Linked DNA regions of Zea mays: region 1 is linked to region 2. Evidence: chromatin contacts called from public Hi-C data. All regions are on one chromosome and are shown on one strand. Each heading gives the region's core, a stretch centred on a gene start, on an enhancer-like site or on the middle of the called end of the contact. The rest is flanking DNA. Distances are from core to core; before and after follow the strand shown.

Region 1 (6,887 bases), core at 1,962-4,461, 150 kb after region 2:
TATTGATAGTCTGGTGGATCTTCAAAGCGTAGTGAGCGACAGTAATGGAAGTAAGAAGCAAATTCGGTAGGATATCCACGGCAGAGAGCCTACAATTGGGGAAACACAATAAGAACAGATACACCGAAGAAGGAAGGAAACACAGTTAGTATAGAACAATGTATGACCTCAATTGAAGTAGCAACTTTCCTTTCGCTGATCTTTTCATACTTCTGTTTCTTGTTCCCAGCTTTCAGGCCCTGCCATGGAAGGCTGTAGGCAAACCACATGTTAACCCAGACATATCAGAAAATCAGAGGTGAAACAGTGAATCAGGTTACAGTAAACAACCTTCCTCTCAAGAAGTACATCAGTACATATCCAAGAGATTCCATGTCATCCCTTCGGCTTTGTTCTGAGAGAAGCATCAATCGTAGTATCAAAATGAAATGTCACGGAAAGGTAAGAGAAGTTTTTAAGGACGCCTGGAAACTAGCTGTCACCAATTGAATTAAACCTACCAATTCCAAGGTGGGTATTTACGCTTGCATATCTTGCCGTTCCAGTCAAGTTCTTGTTCTCTCTGCAATCACATGGACAAGACTGAAGGTTCAGATCTTTTAAATTGAGGTGTATTATTCCAGTTACTTGAATTTCTAGTTGTTGACGCCAAATTGGGCCACACGCTAGCAAGGGCTAGCATTCTCAAGATTCCGAACAACCTTGATCACGGTGAGAATGCAGCGGATCGACGAAACCGACCAAGGGATCGGCTAGGCCGATGTTGAGCCCGTTCTTCGCGTGGTAGAATCCTAAACACCTTCCCGGAAGACCCATCGTGGAGGACTACGTGGATATTATCCTAGGGACCGTAAGGCCACCTAAAACGCTACCAAATCTAGCCAGGAGACGTGACGTGCAGCAAGGTAGAGACTAGAGAGAAAGTAGGGCAAAAGAGTGTATGTTTGTGTTTTTGACGATTAGAAGTTGGATTCCTCAATCGGCTGTGATCCTCTCATTTATATAGAGGGGGATGGTCGTGTCCCAGTAACAAACAAGTCCAAAACACATTCTTCAAGTTTCCACATCGAAAATAGATCCAAAACCAATTTGAAAACCAAATCGGTTCAGATACAACAACGGTTTCCAAACCAGCCTGGCCGGTTTCCTCGGGGCTCAGCATTAAGGCTGAGCCAGGTCAATCAGCAAAACCTGCCTGGCCGGTTTGGGGACAATGAAACCGACCAGGTTGGTTTGGCTGGGGCAGACAACAATTCCTTTTCGGTATTTTCTTTGTGCACCAAATATTTTCTTGCGTGCTCTCAATATTAAGAACTTGATGGTGTAGCCTAAATTCCATGTTGGTACATTTTTGCGTGTCAACACTAGTGGTACGTGGAACAATGTCAAACATAAGCATAAATAATTATGGACCTACTGTGGCAGCATCAGAAGCTATATCAGTAAAAATATTATTGGTGATACTATGGAGCAAGTACAATTATTTTTACGGTAAAAGCAGAAATAAATAAGAAGTTGCACTTGCACAGCAGTTTGCTTACCTGTATGGAATGTGCTGGTGTGTTGATGTATCTCTGTACTTCTTTGCAAGTCCAAAATCGATAATGTAAACCTATATGAGAGTAAAAGCAATTATTAACGTGTGCACCTGCTATTAAACCCATAGGTAGATCGAGGGAATATAACAAATCACCTGGTTTGCCCTTTTCCCGAGACCCATGAGAAAATTGTCCGGCTTGATATCTCTATGCAAGAATGACTTGGAATGAACAAATTCAACTCGATTGATCTAGGAAAATAGAGGACATTAACATCATAATCATACACAATTAAATGAAGAGTGCAAATTTGGTGGCCAAGGGGGTTGGCGCCCTCGTTATCTAAAATGCAATGCTGCAATGTTTCAAAAATCATCGCAAAAACCATGTATGTAGTACACATAAAATTAAGTATAGCCGCAACAATCCAGTTTGAAATTCATCCTAGATGCCAAGAAACAAAATAGACAAGCAATCAACGTGGCACTGTTCATCATGTGCTGACAGTAACATTTCTGTTATTTTTTACCTCAGCGGCAAAGATGAATCTCAATCTAAATTGTTGTGGTTACAGTTAAATTTAGGTGTGCTGCATATATGATTTTTGCAACGTTGTACGCCAGACCCCTGGGCGCCATATGATTTTGCTTAAATGAAAGCAGATGGGTTGAGCAGAAATATAAAGGTACGCAAACAGAGTAGTGAACTAGTCATGCTTCAATGATGCAGCATACCATTTGATCAGCAATCATCAAAACAGTTTTGAGAGACAGCTTCCTGTTACAACAGCTAAAAAGATCTTCAAGGCTTGGCCCCAGTAAGTCCATAACCAAAACATTGTAATCACCCTCAACACCAAACCACTTAACATTTGGAATCCCAGCTGCAGATGGAGAGAAAAACGAGAGTCAACACATTGTAAAACAAAGAGCGGGAATGAAGCGATAAGGAAAATAAAAAAATTGTGTGCATTACTTCCTCCTTGAAGTATTCTATATAACTTCGACTCGTAAAGCAATTGAGGATGCTTCGTCTTAACGTTTTCCTGGATAAAAGATTAAAGCAATCGATTATTTTAACAAACAAGAGAAACAATTCCTACACTAACGTACAATCGGACCTAAGCAGCCTAGATCCCTGCAGTCTGGCGATACTCCTACTTAAATCGAGAAATTAGGGCGAGGAACTCACCAGTTTAATTGCGACCTCCTCGTTTGTCTGCACGTTCGTGCCTGCACAACCACACAGGCCCAAAAACTTATCAGCGACTCCGCAAGACGGGAACTTAGGAACGAAAAATCAAGACGTTTTGGGGTAATTACGAACGAACCGAGGTAGATCTCCCCAAAGGAGCCGCTCCCCAGCTTGCGGCCGACGCGGAACCTGTTGCCGATGCGCGGCTCCATGGCTGTGGCGGAAGCCGTGAGCGCAGCCGCGTCGGGGGAGACGATCCGGGAATCAGCAGAAGCAGACGGAGCCTGTTGATGCACCGGGGAGATTCGGGGCTAGGGCTCGCTCGAGTAGATCGAAGTGGTGGGCGATTGGGGATTACGTGCGTCCTCGAGCACAGCACGGCCCGACTCTCGGCTATATAAGGAGAAATTACTGACTGTCGTCGAACTCGGACAGGAATAGTTAAGTTCCATCTGGCGTTTTGTTTCGCTTTCCTCGTCTGACTTGGACATCAAGTAGATGACGTGGTCTTATCAGGGCCCTTGGATATTGCGATGTGGGTCCAGCAAGTTAATAACACTATGTAAAATGCAACACGACCCCCGGCCACACCAAACAACGTCACTGTTCCTTTTTAAAATCTTGCCTTGCTTTGCCTAAAGAAACAAAAAACGGGACATGTTTGAAATTTTGAGTGGCTAAGTGAGAAAGTGTAACACCCTAAATTTTAGGGTATAAAAATTTCTTTGACCTATACTCAAAATTCAGATGTTACTCTTTCCTTTCTTTGTTTTTATTTTCTCTTTACTAAATTAATTGAGAGTTATTTTGTTCTATGTTGACGTGAGCCCTAAAAGTGCTTTGTTGTTGCATGCATGATATTGCATAGTGTTTCTAAGTCGAAGAATTGTTTGAAACATGTTAATATATCTTGTAGAAGTTTCCGGTAAATTTTCATATTTCTCTGAATATTTTTCTATTTTTTGATAACCAAAATCTATTTATTTGAGACACTTAAAAACATTTTCAAAAGTTCTAAATATGTGTTTTGAGTTCATTGAGTGACAAATCATGTCTAGGAATTTTTCTAGAGTTTTTGAGCATTCGAGATATTTTTCGGACATTAAAAACGATTTCAACATTTTTATGGAATTATTTTAATTTTAAAAATGGGTTTATTACGAAAAATAAAATATCTTCAAACCCTAGCAATATATCTATGGCTGGAACCCTCTTGTCGAGCCCTTTCTAAATCTTGAAATCGTTTTCCTAGATTCGATCCATAATTCCCGGAATTGCTCGCCGAAGTTCGAGGCGGTTCCAACTTCGGCGAGTAATTACATTCAATCCGTATGTCGTTGGCAAAATCCAAGAGTACCACTGCATTCGTCTCATCGAGAGCTTCGTCTCGAAACTTTCGATTCATCAATCCGACCTCTAGTTCACCGTCAATCGACAGATTTCTCCTCTGCTTTGGCGAGGGTCTTCTTCTCCGTTGAGTTTTTCCATTGTTGTTCATGGAAGTTTCTTCGTTTTCTTCTCCATGCGCAGCCCCCTCTCCCCTCTTCCCCCCGTGCGACCCGCAAAAGGGGGAGTTTTTTGGCTTAGCCTTGAAAGATATTTTGATTTGCCAAAACAAAATGTTTTTACTTAAAGGTGAAAAAATGAATTTGTTTTGCAAAAACAAACCAAGTGGTGGCAAAATGATCCAAATATGCCAAATCATGTGAAAATTCATTTGGTTTTGAATTTGACATCAATTTGCACCTTTTTTCTCTCAATTGAGTATGTTAGTACATTTTAAGTTGCTTTTGATGGGTTGGCATAAATCACAAAAATGGAGAGATTGAAAGGGAAATGTGCCCTTGGGCCATTTCTTAGTGTTTTGGTGATTAAGTGCCTAACACGTCACTTTGATATAACATACTAATTGTGAGTATGAGCTTAGAGTTAAAGTGAAGCAAATTGAGAATTGTAAGAACAAAGTGTAAACTCTACAAGAAATAAAGGTATGATTCTAGCACTTAGTAAATTGTTTTTGGTACTAACTATGTTCTACTAAATGCCAGAAAACTTCTCAAATTAAGAGAGATTCAAAGGAAGAAGTTTGTCTAAGTTCAGCCAAACTTGCACTAGCCTGCAGCGCACCAGATAGTGTCTGGTGCCTAGGCTGGCGCACTCAGCGAACTGGCCGCTCTCAGGAAAAACACTGGGCGCCGCGGCTATAATTCGCCGGACTGTCCGGTGTGCCAGCCGCGCGCCTAGGCAATGGTCGACCACGCGATCAGCGGGCGATATGTGGCTCAACCAATGGTCAGCAGGCAATACCAGACTGTCCAGTGTGCCATGGGACCAATGGCTGGCAACGGTCGTCTTCACCGAATAAGGAAGGAAATTGTGCATTGTTCATTGCCCGGTGCGCTCACGGACAAAAGGCAACCAGGGCCTTCCAAATGGAGCTCCAACGGCTCCTTGCTTCCTTGAGGCTATAAAAGGGACCCCTTGGCGCATAGAGCTCCACACCAAGCATCCATCGAACATCCTACAACGTCTAGACTTCGCAAGCACGCATTCGTTTCATTGTGATAGAGATTTGAGCACTTCTTTGAGCTGCAACTCCGTTGCGTTGTTTCGTGTGCTCGGTTCTTGACTTGTGTGTGTGTTGTTGCTACGACTCTAGTTCTTGTGTGTGTTTCTATTCACTCCCTTACTCTTGTGGTTTACTTGTGATCAAGCGCTTCAAGACCGCTTTGAAGGGACGCAAGGAGTATCCAAATAAAAATAAATCAAAGGGAAAGTGTTTGTGCTTCAAATGCGGTAAGCCTGGTCATTTTATTGCATAATGTCTCGATAATGATAATGACCAGACACAAGAAAAGAAAGGGAAAAACTATAGGAAGGCGAAGGGCGAGGCTCACATCGGCAAGGAGCGGGACTCAGACTGTTCTCCATCCGACTCCGACAATGAGGGACTTGTTGTATCAGCTGTAACACCCTGAATTTGGGGGTATAAATTTTCTTCTCCAATATTCACCAAATTCAGGTGTTACTTTCTTTTCTCTTCCTGTTTCACTCCTTCCTCCCATTTTCAAAACAATATAGAGAATAGTGTCCGTATCACGTGTAACCAAAACCTAAGTTGATATTGTTGTTGCATCATGCCGAAGCATATTTATTTTGTCTGATGTTGTGCCTAGTCATGCGTTTGTCTAGTTTTGGGTTTTGATTCGTGGATTAATCTCGATTAGAAGCAGGCGAGAGCGAGTAGGGGGTAGTCGGCCTGACCTGCGGGCCAGCCCGGCCCGACCCAGCCCTAGGTGCGTGCCCAGGCCCCACCTCCCCCTATGTGTGCCCCCTCCCCCTCATTCTCTCTTTCCCGCACAGCAACCTCCCTCTCCCTCTCTTCCACCTCTCTCCACCTCTCCCCTTGCCCTAGGTTGGATCCCGGTGAGCGGTTGCTGCCGTCCGTCGAGCCCGGGGTGAGCTCCCCTCTATCTCCCTCCCCTAGTCGATCCCCTCCCCCGTGTGCGCGTGCAGCTCCCCGGCGAGCCCCTGCCCGGCGCGGCCATCCGGCTCTCAATTTGAATTTAGTTTTAAATTCAGTTTAATTCATGTGCTGCGTCACACGCTTCGTCGCACGACGATTCGTTTTAAATTCTGATTTAATTCACGTGTAACGTCGTTTTAATTTCAGTTTAGTTCAAGTGCAGTGTCGTGCGACGATTCATTTTAAATTCAGATTTAATGCATATGTTGCGTCGCGCGCTGCGTCGCGCGACGATTTGTTTCAAATTCAGTTTAATTCATGTGTTGCGTGGCGCGCTTCGTCGCGCGACGATTCTTTTTAATTTCAGTTTAATTCGTACATGCTGCGCGCGCTTCATCGCGCGGCAACTTGTTTTAATTTCAGTTTAGATCGCGTGTGTTGTCGCGCGCTTTGTCGCGCGACAATCTTTTAAATTTACCTAAAGTTGTGTATAATAATTAAGTTGCGTAGTGTAATTTTATTTTATGCATAACACGATTATTGAATTAATATAATTATGTTTAGACAAGTATTCTAATCCATAGCTGCTTAACGTAATTACCTTTCAACCGTTGTAATTTCTTTCTCGCATAGTCATAGATGCGAGCCCTGCGCCACACGTCTGTTTATTTGTTATATTGTATTGTATG
Region 2 (6,898 bases), core at 4,300-6,799:
CTTCCAAACCACCTGTCATTCAAACCTACATTCGTCGTTCCTGCTCTATTCTTGCGGTTGGTCCTGATACTGATCATGTACCTAATTCTTGTCCTGACAATAATGAGTCTAATGATGTTTTTAATCAGGGATATCGTCTTCGTGATCGTGGTACCATTGAACCTCCAGATCGCTATGGTTTTCCACGAGCTGGTGTGGCAATTGTTGAACCCACTACATATCAGGAAGCTTCTAGGATTCTCGAGTGGCAGCTAGCTATGATTGATGAATTGACTGCTCTTGAACGCACTGGTGCATGGGATATCGTTCCTTTACTCTCGCATGTTGTTCCTATCACATGTAAATGGGTCTTCAAAGTTAAGACAAAATCAGATGGTTCCATTGAGAGATATAAAGCTCGTCTTATGGCTCGGGGTTTTCAACAGACTCAAGGACTTGATTATGATGAGACTTTTGCACCTGTTGCGCATATGACTACTATTCGAACCTTGATTGCAGTTGCAGCCTCATCTTCTTGGACTATATCCCAGATGGATGTCAAGAATGCTTTTCTCAATGGTGATCTACATGAAGTTTATATGCATCCTCCTCTGGGGGTTGATACTCCCTCAGGGCATGTTTGTCGTCTCCGTCGCGCATTGTATGGGCTAAAACAAGCTCCTCGTGCTTGGTTTGAGCGATTTATCTCTGTCATCATAGCTGCTGGTTTTTCTTCTAGTGAACATGATCCTGCATTGTTTGTTCATGTCTCTCCAAAAGGACGCACTTCTATTATACGTGGATGATATGCTGATTACTGGTGACAATTCAGAACATATTTCTTATGTCAAGCAGCATCTTATTAAGGAATTTCAGATGTCTGATTTGGGACCACTCAGCTATTTTTTGGGCATTGAAGTTCAGCAGACTCAAAAAGGTTTTTATCTGTCTCAGTCCAAGTATATTCAAGGTCTTCTTGATCGCTCTGGAATTACTGATACACGCATTGTTGCAACACCAATGGATATTCATTTAAAACTTCGTCCGAAGGATGGGACACCACTTGCAGACCCAACTCGGTATCGTCATATTGTGGGTAGTCTTGCTTATCTCACCATCACCAAGACCTGATATAGCTCATGTTGTTCATATGTTGAGCCAATTTGTATCAACACCAACTAAAGTTCATTATGGTCATTTGCTTCGTGTGCTTCGATATTTACACGGGACAATATCCAGATGTTTACTCTATGCGTCTGATAGCCCACTTCAGCTTCATGCGTATTCTGATGCCACTTGGGCAAGTGATCATGTTGACCGTTGTTCTGCTATAGGTTATTGTATTCTCCTTAGATCTTCTCCCATTACCTGGAAATCCAAGAAGCAAGCGGTCATATCTCGTTCTAGTGCTGAAGCCAAACTTCGGGCCCTCGCTACTACTACTGCTGAAATTATTTGGTTGCGTTGGCTCTTGGCTGATCTTGGTGTCTCTTGTGACACGTCTACACCTCTGTTATGTGATAACTTGAGTGCTATACAGATTGCTCATGATCCGGTGAAGCATGAACTTACTAAACATATCGGTGTTGATGCATCTTTTACTCGATCCCATTATCAGTAGAAGATTATTGATCTTCAATATGTGCCCTCAGAATCTCAATTGGCAGATTTCTTCACCAGAGCACAAACAAAAGCACAACATCAGTTTCACTTGATCAAACTCAAAGCTTCCGATCCTCCCTTTCCACCTTGAGTTTGAGGAGGGGTGTTAAGGCCCATTAGGCCCAGGCCTACTGCCTATATATATGACCTATAGTCCTTAAGGACTGATCATCCATTGTAAATCTCAAGGTTAGTAACACTCTCCGGATGGCAAATATTCAGCACAATCTGCTTACAAAAATTTACTTCAAGGAACAGTCATCTTTAGATCTTGGGAGAGAATTTGGAAGTCATGGGCACCTGGCAAATGCCGCTTATTTTTGTGGCGTTAGGGATAGGTGCTGAACTTGGACAGCTGACCGATTGGCAAAACGCGGCCTTCCACACCCCGCAAGATGTCCTCTTTGTGATCAGGTAGAAGAAAGCATTAATCATTTGCTGTTGTCATGTGCCTTTGTCCGAGATTTTTGGTTCAGCCTGTTGCGGAAGAGTGGGTTGCAAAATCTAAGTCCCCAGCTGGGTGACGAAAGGTTTGATGACTGGTGGGAAAGTGTTTCTGCTGCTGTTTCAGCCCAAGCCCGAAAAGCACTCAATTCCCTAATTATTTTGGGAGCATGGACTCTTTAGAATCATAGAAATAGGTGTGTTTTTTATGGAATGACTCCAAATATAGCTCAAGCTTTGCTTCATGCTAGTGAGGAGCTATACCTGTGGAGATTGCTGGCTGGGGCTAAGGGCCTATCACCAGAGGTGGTTTCACCCTAGGTTGCGGTATTGGTCGTGTTGATTTCTCGTCGGGCGCGTGTGTTTGTAGCTCATTAGGCTGGTGCCTGGTGGTTAAGTGTTCGTTTGTAAGGGTTCTTACCCCTTTTTTCTTCTTAATATAATGATACGCAATGCGTGTTCGAGAAAAAAAATGAAGAAATATGGAGATAACTTGCAAACGTACCTGCATGAAATCATTAGCCATCCAAGTCATCTCCTCAAGGACAAAATCCCAGTGACTCTTTCTCCTCTTCTCTAAAGCAATGTTACAGGGAGATCGTTGACCAGCCTTTTTAATATTTGCCTGAGCAAGTTGATCTTTCAGAAACAAGAACATGCCAGGGAAGGAGAAATATATATATATATATATATATATATATATATATATATATATATATATATATATATATATATATATATATATATATATGTATACACACAAACTATACCTCTATAACGCGAGCATTTTTAAGAATAGAATCTTCATAGGCCTTCTTTTCCATCTTATTCAGGTTCTCATATTTTTTAATCTCACTCTCCACGTTAGATTCATCATTTTTTGGTGGAGACAAGGCATCAGACAAATCGATGCCTACGGATATAGGATGTGCAGAGTTTGAATTCCCAACATAGCTATTTTTCCTAACCGAAACTGGACTTTCCTCAATGTTCATGCTGCGGCCAGAAGACAAGCACTCTGTGTCTTTCTGTGCAACTATTGCACTGTTACAAACTTCAATTTCATCTTTCACATGAGAAATATTACTGGCTTCAGGTCGTACAAGATCAGAACTTTCCTTCAAAGAAGCAGGCCTGCTGAAATCTATCGATGTGCCACTTACCTTGAGAATCATGTTAGAATGTCTACTACTATCTAGGTCTTCATGAGAATCAATCTTCCCTGCAACAGTATTGATGTCCCCATCTGCATGTTCATCAACAATATTCACAGTGCCTTCACAAGATGGGCCCACTACATCATTGTGTGAAGTAGAAGCTTCTACAACACAAGGAAGTGTCCTGCTGTGACCAAGTTCCCCTTCACGGATATGGGCCATACATTCATCCAGGTGTCCATCATCAGCCTTTTCGTGAACAGCACATGACTCTTTCTCATCATATGTAGATGCACTAGAATAACATGGCTTTATAACAACTTTTAAATTGGCATCAGGGGTTTCCGCAGATGAAACTTCAGCAGCTATCTCACCACACCCAACAAGGAAACGATCATGATTTGTGTCATTTGATGACAACTGTTTAGCTTTGTTATTATTGCCAGCTTTGTTTACTTTGTCGTTCACCACACATTCACTTTCGAGAATTGTTTGAATGCCATCCAGCTCCATTGCTGCATGGTCATCAGAAGCTATACTCTTTGGTGCAATGTCACGGTTAGGTCCAGACTGTTTTATACTAGAAACGGACAATACACCATGATCGTCTGCATTGTTTTTCTGTGCTGTAACCTTTTCATCATTTGGCTCATAGACTTTAGCAGGGATCATAGAAGATCTAATAGATGTGACATTCCCGCTCTCCCTACTTGGCTTTGACCTGTTGCGCCGAACATATGCCTGGCTTTTGACACCGAGGTGTGACAAACCAGAAGCAGCAGGCTTTTTTGTGTTTTTGTGACCGTCACTGGGCAATGAATGTTTGGGTTGTGCTGCATTTAATCTTTTGGTTCCTCTTTTTACAACCTTTTCTTCTGCAATGTCATTTTTACCTCCACCCAAAAGCATAAGATTGTCTGCTGTGTTGGTTTCGCGGCACATGGAACCTCCTGGTTTGTCGGTACTCTCGACCGAATCTCCAAGAGGTGATGCAGAAAAACTACCTTTCGCGTCACTGCAAATGAAGGCAAACAAATGACTCCAGAGTGGCATTATGGTTTTGATCGATGCAAGGAAGCAACCATTACCTTATCACAGTTTGTGCTTCTACTTGATTTGTGAGAGAAGCAGAGTGTACACCGACCGTTTCCAGATGTGCAAAATTGAAATCCAATGGGTTGCCTCCCTGCAATAAATAGGAGTAAGTAGGTACAGTGAAGGCAGAAATATAATCTAAGAGATAACCTGGTGCGGGCATACTTTCTCTAGAAATTCCAATTCTCTCCTCCATTCATCGCGAACATCAGACTCCTGCCTGAGCTCCTCCTGAGCTTTCTCAATGGCCATACTGCGTGGTGAAGATTTGGTGCCCACACCAACACCGTAATCCATAATTCCACCCATCGAGCATGGCTCAGCATTCACCATTGAAGAAAAGCAAAAGCATGCATCGCATGCATGTCACTGAAAGCGGCAGTTCATTCTGATGGCACCAGCAAACAGATGTATCCTTCCAGCGCGAAGGACTGAAAGCAAAATCCCAAAGAAACAACACGGAAAAACAGCATAAATGAACGGTAATATAAGGCACATTCAAAAGGCTGCGTTTTGGCAGTACACCTGAGCGTGCTAAAGGGAGTGCTGCTTGCAGTAGGCCATTGCCAATTTGACATAGGGCAGCATTACAGTGAATGTATGGAGGTTACATACAGTACATTTAGGCACGTGGTCATCACCGTGCAAACGCACTTACCCGCAGCTGAGAGATGGAGCATCCCATGGACACCGAAGAGACTAAAAATGAAGCACGGGGTCATCACCTCCAGCCTAAGCCAGAGGTTCCCCTGCCAGGAGTGGCCGAGTCAGTGGGGCACGCTCCAGCCTCGTACAACCATTGCCCACAGAGGCCAACAACGCCTCAGGCGAGACCCTGGGGCGCCGAATTGGGCCTAAAAAAGGCGTGTGAAGGAGGATGACACGTACCTCACCGGCGCGCGGACCTAGGGTTAGGGTTTGGGTAGAGGAGGGCGAGCAGCCGCGGAGGTGTGCAGACGGGTCGCAGGGGCACTGGGGAAGTCTTCCGGAGGATTGTGCAGCGGAGAACCGCGAGGTGGACGCCGGAGGTGGGCGTGGCAACGGTGGGGTTGGGCTGGGCGCGGAGGCGGGAAGGTGCGCGTGGAGAGGGAAGCAATTCACAGGCCTGCGCGCTGTTGTCCGGGGCGGGTGCGGGGGCCGGGGTGTCCGCTCGCTGGTCGCAACGATCCTCTGCAGTTATTGAGTCACTGACGAGTAGGACCGACCTGACCCTGCCCTCGTCTGTGCCTCTGTGTGTCTTCTCTGCTGTCTCCAACAAACTGAATAAGTTTGGTTTAAAAACAAACTGTATATTTATATTCATCTATAAACTTTTTTATCTGAGTCGGTATTTCATCACAAAAGTTGGATTTGTTATTATTCACATTGATGCTACTAAAATATCAAAGTAATTTAAAACACCAGTTTTGATTATATAATTTAAACCCAGTTAGTTTTAAAAAAAAACATTGTTTCAAAATGATATTTTAAGTACCGACTTAAATATCTATATCAATGATATTTTAAATATATAAATTAATTCAAAACTAGTTTTATGGTTTATAAAATGGTATTATGCGCCTTGTGCACAGCTATCAATATCAATTATTGTAGCTAGCATGTAGCTCCTGTCCCACACGTTGCCATGCACACGAAGCAACCGAGTACAGTTTTCCGTCTTCAAAGTAGCGTATAGGCTCTGTTTACCACCGCTCTCCTTCGTAAAACTAGCTTAAAACATTTTTAAAAGTATATTTAACTCTCTATTTATCTTATCAAAAATATTAAATTTTATATATAATATCTTATTCTATCAGTCAATTCAACATGTATGTTAGTTTGGCTAGCGAAGTTTAGCTAGTGTAAAAGCTAATTTAGGAAGCTAAATAGATTGGCGATAGCTTGGCGAGTTGGATCTCTAATCTATTAAAAAGTTATTTTCCTATTAAATAGCTAAAATTTTGCTTGACAAGTTATTTAACTAGTTTTTTGGAAATATTTTTGGCGTTATAAAGTTCAAAGTATATCAGCTTTAAGTGTTACGGAGCTTTTCAAGTGTTCAGCTTATAAAACCACAGTCAGAGAGAAAATTCTCCAGCCGGGTGGCTGAACGCACCCGCCCTAAATATTAAGATGAGGAGGGGGCCTAAGCGTTTTGACTGCTACGTGGATTCGGGACGAACACAAGAACACACAAGGTTTTAGAGTGGTTCGGGTCGCCGGAGCGTAATACCCTACTCCACTGTCTGTATATTGTATGATAGTCTGAGTGAATCTGAGAACTTGTGAGCTTGCCTTGTAACGTAGTGTGCCTTCCCTTTTATAGCTCAAGAGAGGCACATACAAGGATACTGAGCCCTGACATATGGGCCCAGGGGCAAAATGGAAGGAAGTAACTAACGCATATAACGCCCGGGCGATCTCCCAGCGCCATAACGTCTGTAGTGCATACAGCATTGATATATTGCGGTTGCTTCCTCGGTAACGCGCGAGTCATGATGAGTGTAGTGCATGCGACAGCAAGGGCGCACTGCCTGCCAGTGGAATGGACAGGCACGCCGTCTGCAAGATGGCCTGGTCGC

What was found. Hi-C and Micro-C count contacts between places; a contact is called where the count stands out from the background.
Region 1: a Hi-C map of tassel shows a contact between it and region 2, with 2.4 times the contacts expected there. The contact joins the promoter of LOC103635432 here to the promoter of LOC103637041 in region 2. A contact is called at or near these places in 2 of 25 Hi-C or Micro-C datasets (leaf and tassel).

Annotation. Positions count from the first base shown.
Region 1 is chr8:79,978,783-79,985,669 of Zm-B73-REFERENCE-NAM-5.0, forward strand. It overlaps LOC103635432 (casein kinase 1-like protein 2), which reads right to left and starts at 3,212. Exons shown (of 14, transcript XM_008657892.3): 1 at 2,869-3,212; 2 at 2,730-2,770; 3 at 2,514-2,583; 4 at 2,273-2,421; 5 at 1,694-1,789; 6 at 1,542-1,612; 7 at 501-562; 8 at 331-394; 9 at 168-252; 10 at 1-89. The coding sequence starts at 2,944.
Region 2 is chr8:79,822,308-79,829,205 of Zm-B73-REFERENCE-NAM-5.0, forward strand. LOC103637041 (chromatin modification-related protein EAF1 B) reads right to left here and starts at 5,550. Exons shown (of 22, transcript XR_002264701.3): 1 at 4,996-5,550; 2 at 4,503-4,768; 3 at 4,331-4,428; 4 at 2,856-4,257; 5 at 2,591-2,710.